Linked DNA regions of Gasterosteus aculeatus: region 2 is linked to region 1. Evidence: chromatin contacts called from public Hi-C data. All regions are on one chromosome and are shown on one strand. The core of a region is the stretch at or near the end of the contact, and the rest is flanking DNA. Distances in the headings are between cores, read along the strand shown. Region 1 overlaps zfhx3b (zinc finger homeobox 3b). Region 2 overlaps zfhx3b (zinc finger homeobox 3b).

The links. A called contact is a pair of places that touch in the nucleus more often than the background predicts.
Region 2: a Hi-C map of whole body shows a contact between it and region 1, with 4 times the contacts expected there. The contact joins two enhancer-like sites. A contact is called at or near these places in 5 of 6 Hi-C or Micro-C datasets (blood and trunk muscle, skeletal muscle, tail fin and 1 more).

What each region holds. Positions count from the first base shown.
Region 1 is chr12:12,330,725-12,333,307 of fGasAcu3.hap1.1, forward strand. The region is part of intron 7 of zfhx3b (zinc finger homeobox 3b); the gene reads right to left. Among protein-coding and RNA genes, the nearest start is that of LOC144385284, 89 kb to the right of the region's middle. Within about 2 kb of position 1,282, at least 5 of the 9 cell types and tissues checked have open chromatin away from gene starts, as enhancers often do.
Region 2 is chr12:12,389,092-12,391,674 of fGasAcu3.hap1.1, forward strand. The region is part of intron 4 of zfhx3b (zinc finger homeobox 3b); the gene reads right to left. Among protein-coding and RNA genes, the nearest start is that of LOC144385284, 31 kb to the right of the region's middle. Within about 2 kb of position 1,285, at least 1 of the 9 cell types and tissues checked has open chromatin away from gene starts, as enhancers often do.

The sequences.
Region 1 (2,583 bases), core at 32-2,531:
CACCCACCTGATTCACCTGTCAACTCTTGTAACTAAAAGCGGCAACTTTAACGAGTGAAAGCCTGACATTACACTTAAAGTAAACTAGAGATGAAAAGTTAAATATTTAAGCGTAGTATTACTATTGCTTCCATAATTTGGATCAAAATCACATATCCCTAATAGCATTAAAGCTATTACCAATTGGAATAACAACCCTGCCCTTAAAACGTAGAAAGACACACGTGTTGCTCCACCCACCAGCTCTCGAGGATCACTTTTTTATTTAAAAAAAAAACATCGTAGCCTATGAGCAATGTCTACATGGATGAGGTGCACGGTTGCTGAATTTTACCAATTCAAATGTTCCTTGCCAACACGGATGTATTCACAGGGTCGTTCTGTTGGGCCGGCTCATGCAGAAAACGACTACTACTGTGACTACTTTCCATAATGAAAGAAACAAAAGTGCTCATTGATCTAGGTGATCAATTAAGGATCAATAACCTAAACCCTCATCATTCCTACTGCAGCATAATTGCATCTGAGATATAGTTGTCATCACAAAAAAAATAAAAATCAAACACAAACCAGACTAATTGGAAGAAGGCTACTGCTTAGGTAACACTGGCAAAATGCTCTACAAAGTCCCAGAGAGACGTGAACGCCGGTCATCAGATCCTCCCATGAAAACTTCTCCTGCCAGTAGCAAGGGTCATGGAGGTCATTGTATTCCAGGGCATTAGAAGCTACTTCTCAGGAGTGTTGTACATCCTGTTCCATGTAACGCTTGCACATGAGATATAAGAAAACATTCAACCCAACTTTCTTGCAAAATTTGGTATTTTGATCTATTTTGTGGGACAGTCCTTAGTAGTGTCCTTAGTGTTGCTGACCTCTGTGTTAAGCAGTGGTCAGAAGAAAATGTGTAATGTTCCACCCCAATAGCTCAGCACAGTAAAGAGGTTTAGAGAGATGGTAAAGTAAAGAGGCGTGCCTGATATAATAGATATTTTACAGACTGCCCTTCCTGGCTGCACTGCTCAATCGTGCAAAAAATCTCAAACTATACTTCAGAGCCTATCACTTCCCCCCTTCCTGTTTATCGATTAGATAGCGCTCTTTCTCAGCAACTGCGCAGCAAATCATGCATGTTGAGCACTAATCTCAAACCCGGGATGAAAGTGTTAAACGGCAAAACCCGCTGAAAACTGCATAATTACGGAGCTGTGTTCAGCCAGGGGAAAGGATACACTCCTCCCTCTCACGTTTCTCACTCACTGCCTGCACAACCAGAGGCAGCGGGGAGAGGCCTTGGCAGAGGAGCAACGGGAAGCGTATAAAGTTTCTAACCACCTCTCACTCCCCTCCCGTACTCTTTCAATCCTTCTTTCCCTCAATGCATTCCCAACCAGAGCGCCGGGGGCGCCATGCTTGTAAAGAAACCGCAGCCTTTTGAGTGCCTCTTGTATTTACAAACGGAGGCATGTTGGAATCAAAGGCATTACCACATGACATAACACATTAATCAGCTGGCAGATCCAGAATGTATAGACTGCGTAGACAGTAGGGGTAAACAGGAATTGTGACATTGTCGGATCATTCGTCGAACCATGCTCGGCATGAGTGCTAAACTTACCGAAAACAAGGGAAGGGAGCAGGAATCAGATAGAGCAGCTCACTCCTCTCCATTGCTTCCCCCCCCCCCCCCCCCCCCCCCCCCCCCCGAGCACACGGCTCAGGCTGAACTCCAGGTGGAGACAGCTATCACTTTCTCATCAACTTCCTGTTCCTCACATCTCTCCGCCCCCCTGGTCTCTCTGCTCTCTCTCACTCGCTCCCAGCTGAGCCAGTACAAAGCCGTACAGCCCCACCTCCCCCCACCTCCCCCACCTCCGCCTTCTAAAGCCCTAAAATCTGCAGTTAAGAGTTTTTTTTTTCTCTCCTCATCCAATCTTCTCTCATCCTCCTCCCCCAACGCTTCCCCCGTGTTGCTGTTCTGCATAATCTCACCTCAGTTTTTATTTCACCCTCATCAGCAGGGACCTAAAAATAAATGATAAATGGAATATGATATTTTAAAGTCTTATCTCTTATCTGTTCTTACAGGGGAATAATAGGGTAGTTAATCCTGCAGATCCTACTCAAATTGATTAATCAGCACAAGCAGACAATCAAATAAATGATTAATATCCCAGAGTCCTGCGGTCGGACAGTTACCCCTGAAACCATCAGAAATAATTCAGTAACCCTTCCCAGACCACAGGTTGCCGCTCGTCTGCCTCACTCAGCATCAGCCCTGTGATTTTCCGCAGGACTTTGAACTCCCCGCACAGACACTCTGACTCACCAGGGGTAGAAATAATCCGCAGTCTACACGATCAAAATCAAACACCATATACAACATATACGGTCTACATTGTATATGGTGTTTGGGGAAAACATATGCGAGCAGGCGTGCTTCCTGTGACTACCGTTCAAGATAGCAGCACGCCCAAATACTACTGTGGGAGTCTATCGAAACACATCTGGTTACGCTTTGTACCAGTATGCTATAAAACAAATCATCTCAAATAATTCATATATAATACAGAGGCCAACTAA
Region 2 (2,583 bases), core at 35-2,534, 58 kb after region 1:
CTGTGTCGTCTATCATCATCTACATGTGTCCATGCAGCTCGAAGCCGACGCTCGCCACATTCCTCTCTGATTTCAGGGAGAGACACACCGACGAAAAGGTGGAGCTTCATATTTGTATTGCTTTGACTCCCTTGAAGCAAACGGCATACTGTCAAAAGGAATATTTACCAAAATAAATTACAAAAATAAATGATTTTTTTTTAAAATAATAGTGTTTCCCCCGTCACACAAGACACATGATTCTACATCTTATTAAAGCAGATGCAGGTGGATTGCTGTGTTTCCGTCAAACAAACACTTCTTCTGGCATACGTCTACCCTCAGCCTACTGTTAACCCGAAGAGGACTCTCTCCAGCAGTTAACACGGCACACAAGCTCCCCCGCTGTGCCACTGCCCCAACACAGAAAGGTGGGAGTTAAGGAGGGAGACACACTGAGAGAGAGAGAGAGAGAGAAGGGGGGGAGGCACAGGGAGAGGAGGAGAAGGGGTTATGACAGCCAGAGGCGCTGTCTCCCCTTTCGCTGTGTTACCCCTGGAACCATGAAACAAGCCCATCCGTGACGACTGCTTTGGAGCCTTTATCTCATTTGCCCGTCTGGAAGCACTATTCCTGCTCGCACACTCAAATGGCATCTGAAGACTCTAAACACACCTGTCATCGGATATGCTAATAAAAAGGGGGACGAAGGGCAAACAGTGGACAACCGTTTTGTTGCTGTGCAGGATCAGAATAATCACATGTGGGAAATATCTGCATCAGAGCCTTTTTCAGTTATTATGAACAGGGCCACATAGTCCCCTTTCCCTTCAGCGATGGTGAATAAGCAAACTGTTTTGGCTAAACAAATAGATGGATTTTCAAATGTCTTTGTTGATAAAAAAAATGAATGCTATAAAAGTCTAACATATATAAAAAAATATAAGAAAAATCAACTGACCAATAGTAATGAGCTCTCGTCTGTGGTAAAAGAATCACTCTGGTGGCACTTTAACAGCCCACGGTTTTGAAGACTTCCAATATCACAACCAAGGACGAGCATGAGATAATATACATGCCGAATCAAACACACCGTAGAGAATACATAGAAATAACGCCATGACATTCCTACACCATTGCCAGGAACTGTTAATAATTACACATAAATATAACCGCGAGCCAAGACGGTACAATCAGACAGGTGAGATGACAGTAAACATTTCTGCTGTCTTTGTTTTGTAACAGAAGACGGAGAGAGAGGGAGGAGGAGAAAGAGGAGAAGAGTGTTACTGTCAGACAGGGGAGGAAAGGAGATCACTCAGGTTCTGGCACAGGAGCCTACCTGCCCAATCCACCGCCACGCCTTTCAGTTTAGAATAACTGCATTCAAAAACACACACACACACACACTTTACTTTTGCCAATACACGAGAAAGAGAAAAGACCGACATAACAACACATAAAAGGGAAAGATTAGTGTCACTGGTTTAAATTAATCAGCCACTTCCCCCTCTTTTCCCCAGTGCTAATCTCTTTCCGTCTTTCCCCTTCAGTCTGAAAGGTAGGAATCTGTTTATCTGACCTCTTCCCTTGATTCTTCCTCCATGGCCCGTGGCTATGTGACCCCTACACCCAACCCCCCTCAGCACGCCTATACCCCAGCTCCCCCCTTTTTTTTTGATTTTCTCCCACAGCTTCCACATTTGTTTTTTTTACTAAATCTGTTTAGTTTATTTGGTTTTTTTTTTTACCATCCTAAACTGAAGGCAAAGTCTCCATCCTTGCACATGCCGACAACCACAAGCACCGCTTTGTGTGGCTCGCAAAACGTACCAACGACTGGCATCACCCTTTTCCTCCCCAAGGCGAGACCCCCCTCTCCCCCATCACCCATGGGCTGTTTGCGCGGGGGTTTCCTCTCCTTCCTTTTTATCTCTGCACTCACTCCATGACCCCTGTTCCCCTCCCGTCACCCCCACAAACACACAGCTTCTCACCCCCCCTTCTGTTTTCCCAAACGGTACACATCTCCTGTCTTTGACTCTGCTCGCTCGCAAAACCTTTTTTTTGTGTGTTTTTTCGCCGTTTCTGTCTTTTCCCGTCTCTGTGGCGCAAATATATCCGAGTCTGGCTCACGATCCTCGGCGCATTCCGGTCAGTGCAAATGGATGAATCCCATTCGAAAAGTCTGGGGGGGTTTGACAGTATTTGGAGAAAAAAACGACATTTCGGCTAGAAATTTACACCTACACGTCAAGATAACAGTTGCATTACCGTTTTCTTTATTTGTTTTTTCGAACAGATCCAATTCTGGCGAGCTTGGTAACAGTGTGATCTTAGGCAGCAATACAAGATTTTTCTCCTTTTTTTTTGGAAAGGGCCCATTCAGCTCAGTTTGGGCTGGTTCTTTCCAAGCTTGTTTATACTCTCTTCCGAGAGTCCTTCCTATTTTACTTCGGGAATGTGGAAGTTATCGCGTGTAGTTTAACATTAGAAAAAAAATACAAACTAACCGGCTAAACGGCCACTAAACGCATGCGGTGACCCGCGGCTTTAGGCTGGATTCCCGGCGGAAACTTTGCTATGCTCATGTCTGCTTACGGT